Regions from separate parts of the Rattus norvegicus genome. Here region 2 is linked to region 1. The links are chromatin contacts, called in public Hi-C maps. All regions are on one chromosome and are shown on one strand. Each heading gives the region's core, a stretch centred on a gene start, on an enhancer-like site or on the middle of the called end of the contact. The rest is flanking DNA. Distances are from core to core; before and after follow the strand shown. Region 1 has its middle 46 kb from the start of Clint1. Region 2 overlaps Clint1 (clathrin interactor 1).

Region 1 (4,694 bases), core at 1,404-3,903:
TCCTAAGTTGCCTTGCCTGGTTTTGGTTTGTGACTAAGTCTCACTTTTGTCATCTTAGACTTGAAGTGGCCCTACTTCCTCTTGTGCCTAAGGCCAGTAATGCTCTTTGGTAAGTACCATGAGGACCGACCGAGGGACGTACTTGAATTGGAAAGTACATGAGGACTGGAAGAGCCAAGAGTGGGGCAAAATTACAAGCATGAAGTGGTTAATAAAGCGAGATCGTTGGTTAATGCAAATTTTTATCTAGAAGAAACACGGGGTGGGGGATTTTGCACACACCTCATCCCAGTAGACTGTCTGAGTCTATAGAGTCCCTGCAGCTGAATTTATACTTACAAAAGTTATTTGTTGTTTCCCTACTTAAATCCTATTTTAAGTAGACATCCTCCGTGTGCATTTGCTAAATTGGCCACCTTACCCATAAGGGACATGTGACAATCTCTGGACAGTTAATTTCGCTACTGAAAATTAACTGGTGTCTAGTAAATAAAGGCCAGAGACATTGCGAGGCAGAGTCAGCCTAGAATAATCTGACCCCAAATATTAATAATGCCACCATCAAGGGGGCCTGATTTAAGTGAGGGGTTAGTACTAATCTATAACCCCAGCATTCAGGAAAGTAAGGCAGGGGGGCAAGGGCACAGCTCAGTGTTAGTGTACTTGTGAGGTCCTGGATTCTATCCTCAGCTGTGCAAACACACACTACCCCAATTAGATCATAAAAGAAACGCACTGTAGTGAAGACGGGTGTGGTAACATATGCCTGTGATCTCAACACTTGCGTGGCAGGAGAGACGGGCCTAGAGTCTGAAACATTAAAATGAACTTCTAAAGATGTTTATAGAGAGAAGGAAGCCTTTCGCCACCTCAGGGGTCGCGGAAGAAACGGAGCATGCTCGCCCCGGACCACTCTGGTGGAAGACTGGAAGCCCTTCCAAACCTGGGCTTCCTCCAAAGAACAGAGCATGCTCGAGAAAAGCCCTTGCTGTACAGACAGAAGAAGCAGGGCATAGAAATGCACTGTAATAGGCTCTGCACCCTCCCCCTGTTGTGGCTTTTTCTCTCCACTCACTAGCCCACTTCTGTTCTGGGCAGTGGTTTTCCTTTCTTAATAAAGTATATTTCTGTCTCTAACCACGTGTCTTCGGCCCAATCATTCTGGTGCCCTGGACCACAAGAGCCCAGAATAAGATGGCCTCTAAACTTGGATCTGCAGTCCTGCGCCAAGCCTGTTTCTTCTTTTATCTCTATCAGATGCTGGCCAAAAGCCTGAGTGCGCTTGCCCTACAGCTCCGTGCTTCATCACTCCTTCTCCGAAGGCCCCGCTCCATCTACCATGCAGTTTTATACAGCTCTCCCTCCGTCGCTGAACACGCCAGCTGTCTCAGACCCTAACTCAAAAAGACATGACTTTCTCTGCTCCTCTGGTCTCTCTCCTTTCTCTCACAGCTGCTGACATTTACACTTGACTACCCAGTCACCTTTCGCCCAATCTCTAATTGTCCTCCGACTCCCTTCTGAGTCTGTTTTTAAATCTTTGTGTGAGTGAGACTGAGAACTTGAAAGGAACCTAGAATTCCCCTCACATTTGGGAGGTTAGAGGAAGGAAGATCAGCAACTCTGAGTCATCATTGACTAGAGAGCAAGCTGAGGCCAGCCTGTGCTACATTAGGCTTTGTTTAAAAAAAAAAAAAAAAAAAGAGGAAGAGAGGGGGACGGGTAATTGTGGGATGAACAGCAATGAGGGAGCAGGAAGTTGGCAGGTTTGAGGAGAGCCTTGGCTACAGAGCAAGACACCTCCTCCTAGAAAGACGATGTCACTGCAGAGTATCCAGTATCCAGCTAGGTGTAACTCAGCAATGGGACACTTGCCCCAACCCCTACCACAAAAAGCGTAGTGTCATTAAAATACCACAGTAAGATAGCATCCCCTTAAAAACCTATAGGTCCCTTAACCACTCCACCCACATCTCCTTTAAAAACATGTTCGCAAAGCTTATTGTGAATCTATAAGCTACTAAAAACCAGAGCTTTCCCAGGGGACTTTGCAGGGACCATCCTTTTGTACTTGTTACTTGTTTGTTTTTGCAGTGTGTGGGTGGAACAGGGGACTTGCCCATGCAGGGCTAAACTGCCCCATTGAGTTCTAGGCCCCCTTTGAAACAAGTATTTTATCATGACCAAACACCCCTTCTGCATAGAGAGGGCTATGACAAAATCCTGACTGCACTTGGTAGAGGAAACTCAGAAACATTACTGGATATTCCAGGCTCTCTCACAGAGCCCTAAGAAGGAAAAAAAACAACTGCTAAACCACACCAGTGGTGCACTTCCAGCAAAGCCACCGTCCCCTTTTCAACTCTCTGAAGAGGTCTTTTGCAAAGTGTGTGTGTGTGTGTGTGTGTGTGTGTGTGTGTGTGTGTGTGTGTTTGTGTTTTTCAGAGAAGATCAAAAGTTTTCATAGCTGATTAGAATCCAGAAAGCAACAGCCTGCTTTAACCTTGAGATGTAAATAGTCAAAGATTGTCAAGGGATCTAAAGGGCTGGCGGATTTGATGGAAGATCAAATTCCCGACCTTTCTAGGGCAATTAGTTTCACATGCAAAGTCACCAGGATGGGCTGCCCACTCTCCACCCGCAGCAAAGCCCTGATAAGACTGGGGAGGTTTACAGACTTCCGACTAATTGGCCTGCACCCACCCAGCAGAGTTCATTATCCTTATCCCCAGCTTTTAGAACAGAGAATGTGAACAGGGATTTTTTTTTTTTTCTCTCCGCTCTCTACCTCTAAAGGAACTGCCTCTTAAATATCTCTCTGCTTCAGATCACTATACTTAAACTCTAAGTACCGCGGGTAGGTATTGTGCTGCTAACTATTCACTAGAAAGAAAAGCTCTACAATGAAGTCAAGTCTTTTTGCAGGCTTCTCTTAACAGTCTTCCGGAGTCTTAGCCTCAAAAAGGCTTAATGGCTCAGTGCTATTATTTGACCGTTACAGAAACTAGGGAGGAAGTTGCTGTCAGTTCCAGCCCCGGACTTTGGAGCATGAACTAAATGGATTTTGAAAGCTCTGATTGCTAAGCTGTTTTCCTCATGCCTATACCCCATAGCTGACTTCTCCCGATGTGCCATGCTGTCTGTGGTGGACAAGTTCCAGCCACGTGGCCAAGGGCATAGGGTGACTCGAAAGCGGTCCATTGTCAGGATAAATTTTTCTACTCAGATATCTGGTTCTATGTGGCCTTTGTCATTGCCTTGGCTTTCTGAGGGGCCACCCATCAACATCCTCTGAGGCCATTTGATGACTAGAGGTCTTCCGTAGGGAGGCTCTGCGTGCCTGACAGGTACATGGTCACCCTGTATGCTACTCTCAAGGGCATTTCCACTCCCTTACACAGATGAGGCTGTACCACATTAGAGCTGGCAGCCTGCTCTCTCAGATTAGCCAGAGGACACATGTGAAGACCTCCCCTAAGGGAATATGGCCAGCAGGAGATGCCGGTAGCTGGTGGGACCACAGCCCAACATCACAGATTGCCACTGGCACCTCCATCGTTCTGGCGTTCTTCTCATGTTTCTCAAAGAAAGTGGTGTCTCGGGAGATGGAGACTAGAGAGAAGGACAACAAAACTCACAACTAAAGAAGCCATCTGGCTAAAAGCCTGCAAACCCTTCCCTACCTGGGCTACATGATTGGGAGAAAAGGAAAAAATAAGCTTGTAACATAGAAATGTGGGAGTGGAGGAGCGGTTTCTATGCAAATGACTTATGAAGGGTCATGAGGCTCCCTGGCCCAGTGATTTTGAGGCCTTTCCCCAGCTCAAGAGCTCACTCCCATTCTCAGGAATGGTTTCCTCTTCTTAGTACGACCTCTCTGTGTCTATGTCTAGCTTAGTATCCCAGGACGTCTACCTGGGATTCTTTCCCGAGACACAGAAGAGCCTGAGGACAGCAACAGGTGTCCTCCAAACTCTCTGCTCTGCACTCAGGAAGAGCAGGACAGAACAGGTCCTCTGTGGCTGCCTGGCACCCACCAAGCTTCCTGGAGCGCAGCAGTCAGGTGTGGCCCTAAAGAACAAGGGCTCTTAACTGTCACTTTGCTAACTTTTGTGACCTTCTAGAAAGTTATTTTTTAACTGTAGTTTCCTCATGGATTTGTGTGAGATAATATGTTTCGAGCTAAAGTGAGCAATAAATGAACCACAAATATATGGCGAGCCTTCAGTCAATGCGACCTTGGGAAGTGCCGGTAGCAATGTGAGCCAAACTCCTCTTTTGTTTTTACTCCATGACATTCATACACACACACACACACACACACACACACACACACACACACACACACACACGCAGAGAGAGAGAGAGAGAGAGAGAGAGAGAGAGAGTACAAAACAACGAAAGCCCATGACTTGTCTCAACCTCGCTGGCCTTTTTTTCTGTATCTAAACCATTACTTTAGCCTATTCCCTCCTGTCCCTCTTTCATTTATTTTTCTTTTTTTTTTCTGGAGCTGGGGACCGAACCCAGGACCTTGCGCTTGCTAGGCAAGCGCTCTACCACTGAGCTAAATCCCCAACCCCCCTCTTTCATTTTTAAATGTTGTTAAATTTCTTATTTTCGTGTGTGTGGATGTTTCTGCCTGCATGTATGTCTGTGCACCATCACTGTGCAGTGTCACAGAGGCCACAAGA
Region 2 (5,329 bases), core at 1,043-3,542, 69 kb after region 1:
TGGGTGTTGGTTAGTTTTGATGGTGGGGATTGAACCCAGGACATTGGTCTGTACCACCAAACCACACTGTCAGCCTCTGCTAATTACAACTTTTTAAAAGTTGAGTTTAACTTTCGATTATGTGCATGCATGTCTGTTTACAGTTGTGGGTGTGAGTGCAGTTGCCCACTAGGTCCAGAGGAGGATATCAGTGCCAGGAGTTACAAGTATCTGTGAGTTGCCTGACAGGGTTATGGAGAACCCTGTTAGAGAACAGGATGCACTGCTTACCAGAAAGCTCTCTCTCCAGCACCCTGCTAATGATTTGTTTGTGAGACAGTTGGATAAGCACGTGTATATTATGGTCCCTCCTCATAAGGGGTTAGGGTTAGGTTCTCTGTCTTTTTGACCTGAGAGACAACCCAGACAGGAAGGGGCTCTTTGGCTCATGGTCTCAGTAGTTAGTGCCAACCTATTGTGGCAAGGAGGAGAGGGAGCACAGAGGTTCACAGTATGGTAACTAGTAGAGAGAGTGAACAATTCAGGCACAAGAATCTTCCCCGGTGACTAATTTCTTCCAGAGAGGACTTCTCTTCTGTAGTTCCTAGAATCTCCTAAAATACTGCCACCATCAGGGTCCAGGACTTCCACAGGTGAGCCAGTAGAGTGTTTATAGACAATGCATACGTCCTATCTAGAATGAAAGACTCACCTAGAAACAGTGGTATCAACTCTGCTAACTGCCTTGCACATGTTATTTAGTTACCTTGATAGCGATATAAGGGCCTTCTAAATGAGGAAACTGAGGCATACCAGTGATTTGTTTAGAGACCCTAACAGTAGGTGCGTACCAGAGACAAAAATTCACATCTTAGTAACTTACTAAGTCACTGACGGGACAAATCTATGTATGGCTTTGGTCTTTGCTGAGAGTGGCTGTGAAAAACAAGGAAGCATCATGAACACACGAGAGTGTGCAGTGTCTTCTTTGACTGTGTCCTGGATCAGTTCCTGCAGCCAAGCAAGGCCTGAGAATGGCTGCTGTCCAGTGGCTTGTCTTGGTCAGTGCTGCTCACCCCTGCAGTGAGGAAAGGGAAATGTGTCTTCCCATAGCTCATAGCTTAGCTGCTGACACCAGGATGTTTTTCTTGGCTTGTCCCTTTGATGTCATTTCTTTGCACATCTGTTTCATAAATTACTCAAGGATTTCCCTGAAAACTTGCCAGATTAAATCAGAAAGTTGGTGGCTTGTGGGAACAGGACTTCTAGTTATATTTTAGGACAACTTTAGACAGAGTGGAACACATTGGTTTTCATGAATCTCAGAAATTTATACATGAACTTGGTTAGTGTTGCTTCCTCTACACTGACACAAAATAGTGGGAATTTTCCTAGAGTGTTAGGTATGTGATCTTATAAACAAGGGAACACATTTCTTGAATGCACATGTTGAAAATAGAGGGTTTTGAAATGCTCGCTCCCTCCCTCCCTCCCTACCTCCCTCCCTCCCTCTCTTCTTTCCTACCTCCCTCCCTCCCTCCCTCTCTTCTTTCCTCCCTCCCTCCCTCCCTCCCTCCCTCCCTCCTTCCTTCCTTCCTTCCTTCCTTCCTTCCTTCCTTCCTTCCTTCCTTCCTTCCGCCTTCCAGACAACATCTTCCTGTGCATAATCCAGGATGACTTGTGTGCTGGAATAACAGGCACGGGTTAACCTGGCCAGCTTGGAATGCTTATTTCTCACTTTTGGCATTTGTAGAGAATGACAGTTTAGAACCAGATGAAAAAGTATTAGATGTTGTAATCAGCTCATGTCAGTGACTGATAAATTATACTTAGACATTGCATTTACCTCTGTGATGAGTTCTAAAGCACAATGATTTCTTATTAGACATTCTGTTCAAAGTTTTAATTTATAATAAACAACTGAGAAATTTGTAGCAAAAACATAGTTTATAGTTCTGTCATGACCCAAATCTGCTATACATAGCTGGGCACAAGTCACATAGCCAAGCCTCTTACTGTGTTTCACTGTACAGATCAGAATAACTTGAGTTAATTCCAGGGATCCAATGCCCTCTTCTGGCCTCAGTTGGTATCCTTAACATGCACACATGGTTTCTGTAAACTGTAGAGTTGTTGAGTTAAAGTGTACTGCCCACAAAGATGTCTCATTTTGACAAAAAAAAAAAATGCAATTGGTTGTATATATTTGCTAGACCATAGTGAGAAAATAACAGTGTTCACAGACTACTCCCACTGTCTGGAGTCTTTAACATTGTTCAGACGGTGAAGGTAGACAGTGTTTTCATCTGTCAGGCATGTTAGGGTTTGTTCAGGAAGTCTAGTTCTCACTAGCAGTGTGTTGTTAGAGATCCCCCTGGTGGAAGCAGGGCCTGCTGCTGGAAGTTGTTCTCTTGCCTCTGTGTGTGACACTGACAGAGAACACAGTGTCTAAGAGAGGGGAAAATTTACTTTTTATCTCTTGCTAAGAAAAGATTTACTCTTTATTTATATATGTGTCTTGGTGCCAAAATAGGTCAGAAAAAGGTATCAGGCCCCTCTAACTGGAGCTCCAGGAGCTTGTGCACAGATAGCCCAACATGAGCATTGGGAACTGAATTCCCTCCTTTGCAAGAGCAGAAAGTGTTCTTAACATCTGAGCTGTCTTTCTTCTTCATCAGATACTTTGTATTTAATATATGTTAAACAAACAAACCAACAAAAAAGAGGCAGTAACTTAGAGGAGATTTCAACACAAAGTTCCTTGAGCAGATCAATGCCTACTGCACTTGATGTCCTGTGTTACAGTGCTGCGGCATTTAAAGAAACCTTTTTCTGAAGCAGGGGCTTGCTGGATATTCCAGGCTGCCTTCAATCTCTTGATCCTGCTACCTCTGTCTCCCAAGTGTGGGTGTTTCCGGAGTGTGGCTACACCAGTGCAAAGGTTGGCATTTATCAGGGAGCAGAACTGTTTCACAAAAGTGGATTATCCGCTGTCCTTTGGAAGTTCTTCAGGCGTACAGAGCAGTAAGAGGTGACTTAAATGTGGATTTTATTCTCAGTTCGGGTTTAAAATGTTGAGTTGTAGGTATTTACATTGTTCAGTGCTGGTTCACACAACATTGGTGCACACACTTCAGTTACTGTGCCACAGCACCTACTATGCAAACCAAGGCCCACAGCGTGTAATGATGTCCCTGTTGTTCATCCGAATGTCCTAACCTATAAAGTGGTTAAAATGTAGTCAGCTGTGGTACAGAATTTGATGTGCATTTTAGTAGTACTTTATTGTTTCCCTTAGAGTGTAATAATGCTCATCAGGATGAACTGGGACAATAGGAAGAAGTATAAAGAAAACAGTATTATTTGAAACTGTTGCTTGGAGCGAAGTTATTGGGTCTGTTTCTGACTGCCTTTCTGTCTTAACTGTCACCTGAATCTAACAGAACAGGGGGTCTTGGTACTCCGTGATCTTGGGGTGAACAAAGTTGTAGCTTAGACTACAGGATGGTTCTGTGAAGATGCAAACCCATCTGACCCAATTTGGAAGAAGAGGCAGAGTGGGGAAAGCACTTGCTACCACATTGCTCTTGCGTTCACAGCTGGACCTGCGTTGTGTCCACACTTCCCTTTTTCTTGGTGTATATTTTCTAGTAAAACATGTTTTTATGCTACAAGGGTAAAAACTACTTGATTGGCAGTTGCCCAAGTTCTGGGAACCCTGCTTTTCTGCTCTTCAGCAAAGCCAAGTTCAGACATTTCCTTGGAGTTTCTGTGTCCAAAAACTGACTACAGGGCCCCCTCTAGTGACTGAATTCAACAAGGACATCTCTGTCAGCCCTGGGAAGATTTAGAATTAAGCTATTAGTTGTTTTTAATTTCCATTTTTAAAGGGAATTGTTTTTCATTTCTAGAAGGTTGCTAATGTTAAGAATCGGTCCTAGATGGAGGCTATCCAAACAACAAGGGTCCAAAGCTATATTTGCCTTTTTAGAAATTGGTGCTTTTAAGTGGGTGCGGGATGAGGCTGTGCTATACGGGCGTCTTTGTTGTTAGTTTCAGTTGTTTCTGACTTAATGAAGCCTTTTTTTTTATTCAGAGTTCTTTATGTTATCAACTTCATTTTGATCATTTTTGAAAGCAGCAGTTTTATTGAAAAAATAGCTTTAAAACAGCATGCTCATGAAAGTATTAGTCTTCTGCTGTCCCAGTAACAGCATCTGATCCTTCTGTGGACGCCCTTTATACCCAACGCTATGTTTTAATGGCTCCTGTCGTTTTTCAGTTAAGGAAATGAGGAAATTCTTAAATTTCTGGATCTCTGCCATCTCTGCTAAACACACACTGCTCCAACATGCAGGCCTTCAGCTCCCAGCCTTTGAAGGGTTCTCATTGACCCACGGCCTTTGTTGCTCAAACAAGGAAAGTAGTGTTCCAAGAGCCCTGCACTGCTGAGTGCTCTGGTGAAAATATTTCATGTACATGGAGTACAGGATCCTTCATCTTTTAGTGGAGGTCTCTGCAACAAAATGCAAGGGTGGACTGTAGTGCTGCTGGGTGTTGCTCATTTTCCCAGCTATGTTCGGATGCTTTTAATTGCCATGACCCTTCAGCCACCAGGATAAGCAAGAGGTGAAATCTACCATTTTGTATTATCTTTAATTGTAGATCTGGTTTTGGCCGGCTTGCCTTCATTTTTTTTCCATTGGTGATAAAAACTAAGGAGAAGAGCAATACCATTATTTATACATAAGTCATGGTCAGCAGGATCATCTCTGGAATATTAGAAAACTTCGTTAAGAGTCTTCGAGGGCCGCAGAAGTTGTGAGCTCTCAAGGAAGTGACTTGTAGTTGCATTATCACACTAGTTGTACAGTTGAGGGGTTGTGCCCGGGTTTTAGAGGACACTTTTCTTGGTAGAGCATTGCTCTGGGTGTTGCTGTAGGAGTCGCACTGTTTGTTCTGACTCGACAGTTGTATAAACGTAACTGTCTCAGTTCTGACCGGGTCTGTTTGTCAGTGTCTTACCTAAGCTAAAGAACTTGAAAGAATGAATAGCAACAGACGAGGTCTAAAAGCGCTGAGCTTCCACCCTGCCTTATTTGATGACTCTAAAAAGCCACATAGTAAAAGAAGGGCAGGTATGTGAGCAGTAGATGTCTAAATCTGATTATTCATTCATTTATTATAAGTTTTGATTTTATGCCGAAGATTTGGATTGCAGTGTTCTTCTGTTATAATACTCATTCAGTAGTGATCAGAACTATATACACCAGATGGACATGCTACACTGTCACATTTTTATGGCTTTTCTTCCTTCAGACCCCATACACATGACTTTTTTAAAAAAATC

The links. A called contact is a pair of places that touch in the nucleus more often than the background predicts.
Region 2: a Hi-C map of liver shows a contact between it and region 1, with 3 times the contacts expected there. The contact joins two enhancer-like sites. A contact is called at or near these places in 7 of 12 Hi-C or Micro-C datasets (the A7r5 cell line, hepatocytes, kidney and 3 more).

Annotation. Positions count from the first base shown.
Region 1 is chr10:30,751,853-30,756,546 of GRCr8, forward strand. No RefSeq gene overlaps it. Among named protein-coding and RNA genes, the nearest start is that of Clint1, 46 kb to the right of the region's middle. Within about 2 kb of position 2,654, at least 4 of the 93 cell types and tissues checked have an H3K27ac peak or open chromatin away from gene starts, as enhancers often do. A contact at or near this core is called in liver, where this site is marked.
Region 2 is chr10:30,821,174-30,826,502 of GRCr8, forward strand. The region is part of intron 1 of Clint1 (clathrin interactor 1); the gene reads left to right. Among named protein-coding and RNA genes, the nearest start is that of Clint1, 24 kb to the left of the region's middle. Within about 2 kb of position 2,293, at least 9 of the 93 cell types and tissues checked have an H3K27ac peak or open chromatin away from gene starts, as enhancers often do. A contact at or near this core is called in liver, where this site is marked.